Linked DNA regions of Mus musculus: region 1 is linked to region 2. Evidence: chromatin contacts called from public Micro-C data. All regions are on one chromosome and are shown on one strand. The core of a region is the stretch at or near the end of the contact, and the rest is flanking DNA. Distances in the headings are between cores, read along the strand shown. Region 1 holds the start of Cert1 (ceramide transporter 1). Region 2 holds the start of Sv2c (synaptic vesicle glycoprotein 2c).

Region 1 (6,579 bases), core at 3,041-5,540, 410 kb before region 2:
CAACCGACCGTTCTGAAGCTCTGGGAGCTGGGTTGTGAGTTAGAGGCCAGTCTGGCCCGCATAACAAAGCTCTATCTCAAGATAAAGAGCCAGAAGAGCTGGTCCATACTTTGAATCCCAGCATTCAGAAGACAAGAGTCAGGGGAATCCCTGTAAGTTTGAGGCTAGCTTTTGCTTAAGAGCAAGTTCTATGCCAGCCAGAAGTACATAGCTCTCAAGCAAGACAGCCAGTAAGCAACTAACAAGTTCATGGTGATGTAAGGCAATCATGTGGAGAGCTGGCTAAGGTCTCATTTACCCAGGCTTAGTTTCTCTTACATGGCAAGGTATGAACCTTCCTCAACCATTTTCTATCTTATATTTCATAACTACATGGAATTACTACTTATCAAGTATTTCTGGAACTGACGTGATTAAGAACTATGGTGCACGCCTTTAATCCCAGCACTCGGGAGGCAGAGGCAGGTGGATTTTTGAGTTCGAGGACAGCCTGGTATACAGAGTGAGTTCTAGGACAGCCAGGGCCATACAGAGAAACCCTGTCTTGAAAAACAAACAAAAAAAACAAAACAAAACAAAACAAAAAACCAACAACAAAACAAAACTATGTCTCAGAGGTATTTGACTACCATGTGAAAGGAAGGAAAAAAGTTTTGGATTGGCCTATTTTTGATACAAATTTCAGTCCAGTCAATTCCAAACCCATTCCAGTTTACGAAACAATAAAGAAAATGGATTAATATTAGAACTTATCTACATAATTCATCAAAAGGAAAAGAACAGATGTTGAAAACTAACTCTTGCTTAAATTATCAGGTAAATAACAGAGGGTTCAAATTTCAAAAGACTTTAATCTTAAAAGCATGCATCATCCAGTGTGCATGGACTTATTCAGTATAAGGTTCCTTTACTGGGGCTGCAGCCATACATAGTACAGCAGAATACTGGCCTAGCATTCGTGATGCCACTGGGTTTGCTCTCTAACAATGTCCAAAACTAAACAAAGCAACTTTTAGAAAATAGAAACTAGACATATGACTGTGAAGCACTTGCTAAGCAAGCATGAAGACTTTGAGTTTGGTCCCTAACATCCACAGAAGAACTCCAGGCTCAGTAGTGGCATATGCTTATCATCTTAGGAATGGGGAGGTGGAACAGGAGGAACTCTGGAGCTTGTTGACTAAAACCAGTCTAGCTAAATGGCAAGCTTTAGGATTGGTGAGAGACCCTGTCTAGAAGAACAAGGCAGAAGACTGAGAAAGGCACTCAGTTTAAATCTCTGGTCTCCAAGCAGGGGTACACATATGCATACATAAACATGTACACATATAAAATAAAAATCTCTGTAAAACATTAGGTATAATTATACACACACACACATATAGAACTATATATATGCATGTATATACACATATTTTTTTTTCAAGACAGGGTCTTACTATGTAGCTCTATCTGTCCTGGAACTCACTATGTAGATCAGCTGGCCTGGAATTCACAGATATTCACCTGCCTCTGCCTCCCATAAATTCTTAAATTTTAGGAAATTTTTCTTTACAGCTGTTAATAAAGTTTTACTACTGTTGGTTGTATATATACAAACAGTCAAAATTAAAACAACTCCCCTTTCACGGACATAGCCAAATAGGATCCTACTTTAAAAATGATTTTGCGAGACAAAGCCTTTTGTAGATAGGTAGGTTGGTTGGCTTGAAACTTGCAATCCTCCTGTTTCAGCAACCTAGGTGCTAGGATTAAGTAAACACAACTCTGTCATGTCCCAGGTTCAGATTCACATTATACTTCATACACTGCTCTGTACAATAGTAGGTCACAGAGCTTATGACTTTTTATTAATTGGTCATTACAATCGTTCAACATCCAAAAAGTGATGATCAACAAGTCAAAAATAAGCCGGGCATCAGAGGTCCACACCTTTAATCCCAGCATTAGGGAAGCAGAGGCAGGTGGATCTCTGTGAGTTTAAGGCCGGCCTGGTCTACAAAGTGAGTTCTAGGACAGCTATTGCTAGACAGCGGAAACCCTGTCTCAAACAAACAAGTCAAAAGTGTAACTTGCTTCATAAAATACTTGAACAAAAAACTAATACGGCAGTCTGGTTCTCATCTAATGACAATGAATTGAGACTATCAAAATCAGGAGAGACAAAGAACCCATTTTATAACCATTTGAAAATGCAAATGTGGGGCTGGAGAGAAGGCTCAGTGGTTAAGAGTACTGACTGCTCTTCTGAAGGTCCTGAGTTCAAATCCCAGCAACCACATGGTGGCTCATAACCACCCGTAATGAGATCTGGCGCCCTCTTCTGGTATGTTTGAAGACAGCTACAGTGTTCTTATGTGTAATAATAAATAAATCTTTAATAAATAAACAAATCTTAAAAAGAGAAAATGCAAATGTATTACACAATGTGTTTAGTAGATTCTTAAATTATAAAGATGCAATACTGAAACCATCACAATAAAATTTCAAAAATAATCACAGAATTAAATACAACATAATTTTCTACTATGTAAATAAAAGTTAACACTTGGAAGCCTTGCATCTGGCATTCTTAAGTCTATCCCAGGCCTTTTCAATCTAGGACACTGTAGATACTTTAATAGCCTAAATTTCAGACAATTCCAGAAATGATGTTCAAGAACACTAGAAGCAGAATGATTTCTTAATGGGCATTAGCACATGACTTAGTATCTTATGACCAGCTTGTTAAGGGACCAGCCCTGATTCTCCCTCTGGAAACTAACTGCTTGCTCTAAGCATTTCTTAAAGTTTAACAGGAAAGGACTGGGAAGTCATAAAGACTGAGTCTTCCCACAACAAAAACGTAAAATACAACACACTGTGAAATATTAACAAGATCACTTATTTCCAGCCCTATAAATTCTATCTAGGCTTAAAGGAAAGAAAGAAAGAAAGAAAGAAAGAAAGAAAGAAAGAAAGAAAGCTGAAACGGTGCTTTTAAAAGTACAGAGGCAAAACAAAACAAAAAATGTCTTTCCTTTCTGTACAAATACTGCATTACTAAATAACGCTCCTTTTCCTGAACTAAAGGTCGGTCTTCCTTCTGACACGTTCCAACTTACTATTAATATTTCTTATCCACAGCTTGCCAATTCAATAGCTCTTTTCTGAACTTGGACAAGGAGGGGGTAAGGTACAAAAGTGCCGCACACGCTTCCTACACCAAAGATCACTCACACCTCAAAGTTTACTATCTCAGATTTCAAGGCCAAACCCAGTCAACTGGTTTGCCTAAGTTACACCAATTAAGAGCCGAACAGCACCTGCCCCCATTCTGGTAGGGGCCTCCAAAATACAGTCTGAAAGGTCGATTTCACCGCCCTCCTGCCCAGCACTTCTTCAGACACCACGGGTTGCCCAACCCAGATTCCTACACCCCAGACAGCTGCGGCCTTGGGTTCCAAGTTACCAGATGCACCTTGCCTCCCGAACTAGATCACGGATTTAATACAAGCTTTCCAAGGTCCTCCGCCAAAGCTGACAGGATCCAGGAATTGGGGGGCTAGCGGTAAGGACAGTCCCAAGCACCTCCTATCCCATCCCTGGCCAGGCACTCATTCCAAGACGACCTTTCGGCCCCGCACCCCAGCACATTCCGCAGCCCCCGCCCCGGGACAGTCGGTGCCTCCAGTCCAGCCCCACCCCAGGTCCCGAGCGGCTCCCCCTCGCCTCGCGGCAGGTGAGTCCCGGCAGCGGATCCACGGTCCCCGCGGGGCAGCTCACCTTGCTGAGGACCCCGCAGCGCTCCACAGGCGGCCCGGACTCCGTCTCCGGATCCTCCTCCGAGCCCGACGAGTTCCAGCTCTGGTTATCCGACATGGAGACGCGACAGCCGAGCAGGAGACCGGCCCCCGCTCCGCGAGCTGCGCCAGTGCAGGCGCCTAGTCCCTGGGGTGAAGGGTCGGGGGATGGCACCGCCAAGAGAGCCCGCTCCGGGGAGTGAGGGAACAGGAAGAGGGACGAAGCGCGCCCGCCGCGCCGCCGCCGCCGCGCCTGACACCGAGCGGACCGGGGAAGGAGGACGAGCGGCGAAGAAAGCCTGCCCTTCCAGCCGTCAGCCGCCGTGGCCGTGACCCCTGCGCTGCGCCCGGCGCCGCCACCTGAACTCGGCCCCCTAGATGCCAACCTCAGTCAGGGAGGGAGGAGGGGAGGAAGACGGGAAGAGCCAAGCCAACGGCAGAGACCCAGATCCACTCACTCACACCTCCGCTACAGCCGCCATCTTCCTGCCGGGTCCACTATTTACCCTCCCTCCTCTCTCAGCTCCCTCCCCTCCGTCCTCCCATCCTCCCTCCACCCCGCCCCGGGCCCCTCCCGGCGGCTCGCGACGCTCCCTACCTCCGGCCCTCCCGGGTGACGACGGGTAGGGAAGGAGGCGGAGCCGGGAGAGGAGAAAGCTGAACAGGGAAGCCGCTGCGCTGCATTCTGGGAAGGCTGGCGCTCCGTCCGCCGCGCAGCCTCCTGGGAGTTGTAGTCGCAATCCTAGGCAACTGGTGTGTGTCCTGGGCGCGCCTAAAGGCTGGTTGCCTAGGGGAACCTTCTGAAGGCAAGTGGGCTTCTTTTGAGAGTTGCGTGCCCCTTTCCGTCCAGCCTGGCTTCCGATTCTGCCTTGCGTGTTTGTGACGAGCCAGCGAGCCGGGACGTGAGAACCCTCAGGTGAGGATGGTGGGCTGTGCGACGCTGCTTTCCGGAAAGCCCGGGAACATCTTTGCAACTTGCCTGGGCAAAAATGATAGGGACTCCGTCGCTTCACTCAGGTTAGGAGTTTATGATCTCTCCAGTCGCAAACTGAAGATTTGCTTCCTCTCTAAAACCGTCACTGTTAATTCCGAAGGACTACTGTCTATGTCTTCGGAAGTAGACTTAATATTTGACGTTTACTGCTGTTGGAGGAAGAATTCCTTCAGACTATTTTCTCACTGTTAATTTATAGAATTTTTATCTCGTGCAATTAATGTTGAGGTTGTCAGAGAACAAATAACGTTTAAAGAACTTCTTAAAAAGGAAATTAGGGTCATATTATATCCTGAAGTTTTCTCTTAGTTGTGAACAAGTATCTCCCCGGAGACCCATGTTAACCATCTTTTTCCTCCCCGGAAGACAGGATAACTTGGATAGAAACTTTCTATCATTAAGATCAAAATGCGAGTTTTACTAAATAATAAGGAATTAGGCAATAGGTAGCTATCAAATTCCTGATCATTTCCAACTTTGAAATTCCTTATTTAACTGCAGAAAGAATTTCTACCTGCTACCCAGATGGAAAAGTAAGAAATTTTGAGTGTTTGGGGGTAGGGTGGGGTGTTAAGGCACAATGACTAAGAAAAAACAAACAAACAAAACAAACAAAAACTCTGGGAGCAATCGAAGAGTCCTACACTCCACATGACAGGAAGTAGCCCTGAGAAGTTCTTGTGTAGAAGCATTCCTGGAGACTAAATGCAGTAGAATCTAAGTCTACTGTATGTCAGATACAAATGATTTTCCATCGTAAAATCATGACAAACATAACTGAAAGATATTCAAATGAATAAAACCTTAAGAGATAAAGATTTTAAGAATACCTTATCAGGGTGTTAAAACATAGCCCAAGGAGATATATGTACACACACACACACACACACACAGAGAGAGAGAGAGAGAGAGAGAGAGAAGAGGGCAAACCACTTTGTAAATTACAAGAGTATGCATTTAGATAGTTTGCTTTGCTTACTAAGTCAGATATGAATAGAATTTCTGATTCTTGTGCTAGGTTTTAGAATCACTGCTCTTAAAGAAAGTGGTTGTAAATATTGAGGAACTCACCTCACAATGCAATTTAGAATCACAGAAACAGTGTTATGTTTAATTTCTAAAAAGAACCTTCAATTTATTTGGTGACTCATTTAGGTTTTGAGTAATTGTGACCACCAACACCCAGCTCCTGCTTGCTCAGTTGAAAATTGCTTCCTTGTATTTAGTGTTAATGTTTGAGAAATTGCCTCCGTTGCATGGGTCCTTTGTACTAGAGGCTAAGATATTTTAAGTACAGGAAGATTTTTGTCTAGTGATTAGATTACCACATTAGAAATTATGGTTTGCATTATTACTGTTAGCAGAAAGCAGTGCCCTGCAGTAGCCATGCCGGAATGAAGGGTACAAGCTTTCTTTATTTCATAATAAAAATGGCCGCTGTCCAGCTGTCTGTCTTACATAGGGCCTTTTCTAATCCTTGTGCAGTGCTCCTCATTTTCATTAGCTTAATTTTTAGATCTTGTAAAATATGGGGTTTACTTTAGTGTGTAGAATGAAGTAAGAAATTAATTGTTGGTTTTTGGTTTTTTGCAACTGGGCATTTGGACCTGGCATTTTATTAAAGACTATTCTTTGTTTGTTTGTTTGTTTGTTTGTTTGTTTTGGGGGGTTGCTATTATTGTTTTAGTTGGTTGGTTGTTCAGTGATTTGGGGGTTTTTGGGTGTGTGTGGGGTTGGGGGGGGGGTTTGAGACAGGGTTTCTCTGTGTAGCCCTGGCTGTCCTGGAACTCACTTTGTAGACCA
Region 2 (7,537 bases), core at 3,674-6,173:
CTACTTGGGTACCACCCCACTGTGGGGCATCTAGGACCAGCAGGTGTAGGCACATCCTCTCCCACTGAGGTTATAAGTGCTTTCAACCTTTTTAAAAATTATTATTATTATTATTATTTTATTATTATTTTTAGTTTTCTTCAAGTAAAGAAAAATTTTTTTGGCCAGCATCTCCATTGTCTTTGAGATCGCAGATTCTTCTGTTGTGTAGCTGGCTCTCCTTCATGGTGATGTCCCTAGAGCACATTATCTATTGTGTATTTATTGTCACCTTTTATTTAAAATATCTGTGGGACTTTTTGTTTTGTTCGTTTCTAGGCTGTAAGAGGGATCCCCCAGAAAGGATTTGTCCATTATTATCAGGAAATGCAAAGTATGTGCCTACCAGTTTTGCACATGTCATAGTTTTGCATTTGCTTAAAAACAGTTATGCAAAATAACAGAATTTGGGGATACAAACATTTACAACTAGCATTCACCAAAATTTTCTTAAATAAGTCTGTTTACCCCTCCTTCATGTCCACGATCTTTTTGACTTCCACCTAAAGCAACACATTCAGCAGGTCCTATTGCAATGGACGGTAGTGAGGGTTGACATCTGGTTTCCCTTATACTCATAGTGAGTGCCTTTGGGGAGTCCCGTTGTTTGGAGCCTGCAAGTCCCTCAAAGGACCATTTGTTTTCTCCCCCATGGCATTGGTTTCTTTTTTTTTTAATTTTTAATTTTTTTCAATCTTAATTTTTTTATAACTTTTTTATTCACTTTACATCCCAATCCCTCCTCTCTTCCCAATCCCCTTACAAAGCCTTCCCATCATTGTCCCTTTCCCTTCTCCTCAGGGAAGAGAATCACTCCACCCTGGGGCATCTGGTCCCAGCCGGGCTAGGCACACCCTCTCCCGCTGAGATCAATATGTTAAAAGATTGTTCTATAAGGCAGAAATAATGGAAGACAATGACACCTGTAGAAGGTGTAGCTTGTGAGAAGTCACTGGGCAGCTGGGAATGTGTCCAAGAGGACTGGGGGGGCAGGGGGGGCGGGGACTGGATCCTTCCTTGTTCACCTTGAGTCCTGGCCCACCGCGTGCTTCCACTGTGGTGTGCTGCCATGATACAGGCCCAGAGCAAGGGCAGTGGATCACAGACCAAAACCTGGAGAGCTCTGAGGCAAATAAACACTTTATCTCGATAAGTTGATAACATTTGAGATTTTGTTACAGTGACGGAAAGCTGACTAAGGTTGCTCATAGTGAGTGGTGGCCAGCGCTTCCTCTATTAGGTTTGGTTGTTCAAGTCCTGGATTTTGTATTTTCTTCTTCCAACTCTTGGAGATATTGTTTACCATATTGGTCATATTGGTCATTTTATTTTATTTTAATTGAGGCAGGGTCTCACAATGTTGCCCTAGTTGGCCTTGAACGTGCCATGTAGGCCAGGCTGACATCTAACTCCCAGAGGATCTGACTGACTCTACCTCCCAAGCTGAGATCAACAGTGTAAGCCACTACACCCAGTACTCAAGCATCTCTCAAGAGGTTAGGAGAATAGGTATCTGAGAAATGGTCAATGGAATAGCATCATTTATCAAAACCTGAAGAAATAGTGGGGCAAAAGCAATACTTACCAATAATTGTTTTTATAAGCCTGCACTTAGATACATATAAATGGCACATGCTATTTATATGTACTGGTTTTGTCAAAAAAATATAATAAACCTTTAGATGTCTGTTGTGGGTTGTAGGAAGTCCTGAGCAGGACACTTAAGTGATGCAAAGAGCATACAACCAGGCTGCAGAAAACTACAGAACAGATCTCTCTCCAGCCAAGCAAATTGCAAGGGAGGAGAGAGAGACAGACAGACAGACACACAGAGAGAGCAGAGAGAGAGAGAGACAGAGACAGAACCAAGATCTGGAGACACATCAGTCATTTGCAATATATGGTCTTGGTTCTAACAAACTGAGTTTCTGAAACAGTATAATTCAATAAGAGGAGAGTGGAAGATTCCATTAGAACGAGAATGGAAGGAAGGATTGTGCTAGCCATTTATGCGTTAGAAGGGAGAGCTAGAGAGCTGGATGGGGGAAGGGACAGAGTATGGGGGTCAGGATGTAAATGTAAATCACAGTTGAGATTCTGGGCTGTTTGTGGTCATGGAAACGAACCCCCATTACAGTTTTGATGAGAGGCATGGTGGTAGGGCATCTTTGGGAAGAGTGTTGAGAGCAGGACGAGTATGTGTCTGTAGCTAGATATCGACTCCCAGTGACAGAGAAAAGAGCTGGATACGTAGGGGCTTGTGATACAAAGGTATGGGGCTCTCTCTAGACCCCTGCCATGGAAGCCAGATGCTATTCTGAGCTTGCAGGAAGCAGCATACAGAAGCTTTGGGAAACTTTCCTCTATTTATGGGGGAAGTAGGAATAATTCTTATTCTGTGGCCACTCTGTGTTAGGCACTATGGTTCTTGTGTAACCATAGCACCTGTATGTCTTCTCTAAAAAGTGAAACCAGTTTGCGGATGCAAAGACAGATCCTATTGGCTGCTCAGGAAGACTTGGTTTTTGAGGTGAATTTTGAATGAAATTCTTTTTTGGTAGAAAGGTAGTGACTTCAAGAGCCCTGAGGTGTGGTGACTACAGGGCAGTTATGCATCTTTACCTACATAGGCTCCTATGAGACCAATGTTTTTAGAAGAGAAAAAATGGCTGACACTTGCTAGTAAGTGTGCTCAGCGGGACCAATGAAAGCTATCTCCCTCCCTCATCATCACCAAAGGAAACCCCTGTACTTCAAAGACACAATGTTTAAATGCCATATATAGCTCAGCTCTGTCTAGGGGAACTACAGGAGCTGTTATCTTCAAATGTAGCAAGAAGGGAAAATCCAGAGCTAGAAAGTCCACTCACCCTGTGAGAGTCCATGGACCCCACAAGAACTGGTTGAAGGAAGAGTCCCATACCAGGAAGTGTGTTAACTGTTTTTTGTTTGTTTGTTTTGTTTTGTTTTGTTTTTTAAGGTTCATCTCATTGTTCTCTATACATCCATCATTTGGAGAAATAATAAATTACTATGCAACTATTACTGGCACGCCCTCAAAGAGGTATCCATCAGGGCAGTAAATGAATTACCAGCACCTTTTGCAACGCCACATAGATCCAGATACGATTTACGTTTTTAAAAATTTCACACCGATGCTGGAGCACACCTGTGCCTACATGGTATCTTACATTGGTAGCAACACAGATGTTTTACCCCAAATAATTGTTTATTAAGTAAGAATGCACAGGAAGGATGTCTAAATGAGTGGGTTAATTTTTAACCATTCCAATCATTCATCTCACAGCACCACAGTAAGTGGTACAAACCGCAAAGCATTTAAGCAAAACACACAATCCAGATGGATTTTTCAAAGATCGGTCCAGAAACTGTAGGCTCAACAGGGCCTGGGAATCCTGAGTCTCGGAATGCCAGAGCAGCAAGGAGGGGCAGCCAGAGGTTGGAGGCTGGTTCCATTTTCCTCTCTTCATCTCATCTTGAATTGTGGCACACACGGATTATAGCAAGCTGGAGTTATCTGTCCCAGGCGGTCCACGTGGTCCCCACCAGCTTCTTTAGCGAGAGCCTCCAGACCGCCTGGATCTCTGAAGAGCCCGGCTGCTCTTCTCCAGCAACACAAACATTTACATGCATTGTTTACTTATGTATCGGCACAGCCAAGCATTTAGCCACCTATTCAATCTTTCAGGCTATTTACTCTCGCATGAACTCATCCAGGGAGAGATTGTGTGAGAGATCTACCCACTGCAGCTCCCACCAGCGCCTCGCTTTGTCTCGCTCCTCGGGGTTACCATTACAAGGGTAATGATTGCGCGGCGGGCACCTGCCGGGGGTCGGGGAGCTTCCAAAGTACACGAGTTTCACGAGAGCTCGGAGCTGGTAGGGTCTACTTTATGAGGATGTCTGGCTTCCCACTTTGTCCCTTCCGATGAGCGGATGGGTAACAGGATGACGCTCTGCCCTGCCAAGACGGAGTAGATACTTGGGTGTGGTCTCTCCAGGATGAGTTCCAGTTGGTATAGTCCAGCCCCAGCGCTAAGGTGAGGCTAAGGTTGCCGTTTCTCACCCTCTAAGGCATTCCTGAGAACAAGAGCAATATTCTCACCTCTCTCTCTCTCTCTCTCTCTCTCTCTCTCTCTCTCTCTCTCTCTCTCTCTCCTATTAAAAATGCTAGAAATCCCCCCACCCGGAGTTCCGGCTGCTCCCTGGCCCTCCCTGGTTTAGGGACACATACACACATCCCGCACGTGGAGTTCCTTCCGCTACACCCCAAGTTTTGTCTCGTGTGCTAGCATGGAGATTGGGGGGTAGGCGGGGGTGATCAGCTACTCCTGACTTACGGAAAGCCTAGTCAAAATTAACCAGTTCCAGGCTCAGAAACAGAACAAAAGCCCTCCTTCCCGAGGCACTGGCCTCCAGCAATCAACAATTTCCTTGTGCTTTGATGGACCCGACCCAAGGGGCTGCCAAACGAGCAGCGCACAGTCACACTCGGTGACTAATTCAGCACGGGTGCCTTATCGACGCCCCCCACCCCGCCTCCTCCTCCTGCTACAAACTGAGCTCTGACTTCTCCAAAAGTACCTGCCACTTGGAGCCAACCCCCACCGCACCCCTCCCCACCCCCGACCCGAACCGCAGCAACACCTCCGCATCATACCGGGAGCTCGCCCAGCCTTGCACAGCGCCCTCCTCCCCCGCGCGCCGTAACCCCCTCCCTGCGCATCGCTTGTACTCTAGCCACGCCGCCGCCCGCCACTGCAGCACCGAAGGGAGGAGGCGAAGGAGGAGGACCGCAGCGTGGCCGCCGGGAGCCACTTTCCCGCCCCTCCTCTCGCTGCCGACTAGCTCAAAGGAGTCACCACTGCGCGCGCTGCAGGAGAGAGTGGCAGACCGAGGCGGCCCCGGGCTGCAAGCGGAGGGGTGCTCGCAAGGCGACGGCTGCAGTGCAGAGCGGTGGCTCAGGGCAGGGGGTCCCCGGCGCCTGAAACGGTGAGTAAGGAGTCCCCCGCAACCGTGGCAAGGGCTCGTTCCGTGCTAGGTTTTTCTTCTGTGCCGGGAGACCCAGCGTTGTAACCAGAGAACTTTTTGCAGCCTTCCAGAAGCGCAACTAGCGCAACTTTGCCAGCTCTGGCCCGGGAAAAGCGGCTGCAGGTGAGGCAGGCTGCCCGCTGGGTACCTGTGTTGGGATGGCAAGCAGGAAATCTCACTGAGGCAGTCGAGTGGCCCCGGGTTTACTAGGCAGAGGCAGGTTAAAGGTGCGCTATGTTCGGGATTCAAGGGCAGGTGGGTGGGCAGCTGCAGGCATCTCCCGACTTCTTTGGGGGCGCAGGGGTGGGGGAGTTTCAGGGAGGGCTGGAGAGACTATTCAAAACAGGCAGCCGGGAGCGCCCACTATCAGCGAGCCATCCCCGCAGCCTCTGGCTCAACTTTTTCTGCGGGGAACCCTCTGCAGATGTGCAGAAGTGGTTGGAAAGCACGGGGAGCCGCAGTCGGCTCTGCGGGAGGCTAGCAGAAAACCCGTCAATTTTCAAACTCTTACACACACACACACACACACACACACACACACACACACACACACACACAAGCTGAAAGCAGGAAAGCCTGCTGTGGCCCTTTGTAAGAATCAACACTTCTCCAACACTGCACCTCTATTGAGCAAAACCCTATCGAGCGTCCACTATGCGCCTAGGGGCGCAGCGAAGCGCATCTAAGAGTGAGGATTTCTTAGGAGAGGGACTGTCCCCAATGATGATGATGATGATGATGATGATGATGATGATGATGATGATGATGATGGCAGCAACAATTACTACCGAGGTATCTAATTTAAGGACAAGAGGAAATGGGCGACAGGTCACCATCTTCTCTTGGTGGACTTTTCCTCTCCAACTGGGCTCTAGAATCGAGAATACTTTCTCCCGCGAACTGGAACGCCTCTGGCCAGGAAGGAAAGAAAGATTTTAGAATGCCGGGATGAACTTGGCTGGGGAAGCCAGCACCCCACCTCAGATACAAGGAGCATCTCTGTGGGCGTGCGGGAACCTCAGTCCGCCACGCGCGGGGGCGGAGAGGGAGGAGCTGAGTCACCAGCTCTGGAAGTACCGCCTGGACCATGGGAGCGGGGGGGGGGGGGCGCTCGCGTCACCCTCTACGTGTGGGCGTGATGCAAATACAGCCCCGCAAGGGGAGGGCGCGGTGGAGGGAGGGCTAGGAGACCCAGCCTGTCTGGGAGCGCGCGCGTGTGTGCGTCAAAGGCTCCGGAGTGATGGATGCCCTGTGGCGCGCCCTGTGCAGACGGCAGCGACTGGAGGGACTCGGGTGGGAGGATAGACTGCGGCAGGGGTGGCAGGGGATGCCGGGCAATACAGAGGCTGCAGGCAGGCAAAGAGCTCCGCAGTGTGCCGCAGTGGTAGCACTGGGAAGGCGTCGTCTCAGCAACCAGGATTCCCCCGGGTGCCCAGACATCTTTTAAGTCTCTGAGGGATGCCCAGATGTTCCTTTCTCCCGTCAGACTCCCTTCCTTCCTGCATAGCTGATTGACTAAGAAAACGGGCGGGGAGGGGGGCGCTTTTCAGTTTACTTTTTGTCCTTAGCAGGAGTAAGACAGTTCTTTCAGAGTCCATTCATTTTATGTTAGCAAGCTTCCTAGTGCTCAGGCCAATTTTTCAAGCAAATGCTTTCTTGGTTGAGTTCCTCAGGTTCTCTAAAGCCAATCCTTTCCTAAGGCTTTTGGCAGAGGCCTGGCATCTAAGTGGGATTTGAGAAAGGCTTAGAAAAAAAAGTGGCGCTTTGGTTTTTTAAACCATAAAAATTCGTGTTGAAAGTACTGTTGGCTGATCTTGGACTCCCTGACAGAATATTAAAAATCCCATCTTTTTTTTTTTAATTTAAAATACATTCTGGGAAGCCTATAGCAAATGCCTTGACTGAATGAGCCCAAAATTTGTAGTATGTGAGACAAAAGGAATAAGGGAGATGGACTAGCAGGGAAGAAAGTGGAGTGGGAGAGTAGTAGTGACCAAGAAACCCAAGCAAAGATCTGGCTCCCTATTTCTCCAAAGATGGTCATTGGCCGCTAGAATTTTAGCTGCTGGCTTTCATCCTCCACAGCAAAGAACAGTGAAAACCAGCCCTTGGAGGGCTTCATTTCCTCAGCGTTGTGATCAGACAGCCTTGGAAGCACAAGAAAGGATGAAATAAACACCTTCCAGGAAAAAGAAAAAGAAAATAGTTTTCTTTAAAAAAAAAATGTATGGAGACTTCCTACATCGTTTCTTTAATGCAATTTGGTGCTCAGTGTCGACACACGCCGACAACAGTCCTTCCCTGATACTCTAAACGCAAATGTCATTAGCTGCTGTCTGGAGAAGGCAGGCTCAGTCGGAAGGGTCTGGAGGACATCTGGCTGCTTTTGGGTGATGTAGTGGAGAAATACATTTGTCTTCACGGCTCTACGACAGGGAAATTCACT

What was found. A called contact is a pair of places that touch in the nucleus more often than the background predicts.
Region 1: a contact with region 2 is called in a Micro-C map of embryonic stem cells, with 6 times the contacts expected there. The contact joins the promoter of Cert1 here to the promoter of Sv2c in region 2. A contact is called at or near these places in 5 of 39 promoter capture datasets (cranial neural crest, embryonic stem cells, hippocampal neurons and 2 more), 4 of 484 Hi-C or Micro-C datasets (cerebral cortex and embryonic stem cells) and 4 of 115 datasets of contacts at active chromatin or transcription factors (embryonic stem cells and neural tube).

What each region holds. Positions count from the first base shown.
Region 1 is chr13:96,540,446-96,547,024 of GRCm38.p6, reverse strand. Cert1 (ceramide transporter 1) reads right to left here and starts at 4,290. Exons shown (of 18, transcript NM_023420.2): 1 at 3,766-4,290. The coding sequence starts at 3,861. Polk (polymerase (DNA directed), kappa) reads left to right here and starts at 4,446. Exons shown (of 15, transcript NM_012048.3): 1 at 4,446-4,698.
Region 2 is chr13:96,129,963-96,137,499 of GRCm38.p6, reverse strand. Sv2c (synaptic vesicle glycoprotein 2c) reads left to right here and starts at 4,923. Exons shown (of 13, transcript NM_029210.1): 1 at 4,923-5,052. Gm29543 (predicted gene 29543) reads right to left here and starts at 4,775. Exons shown (of 2, transcript NR_167969.1): 1 at 4,721-4,775; 2 at 3,250-4,140.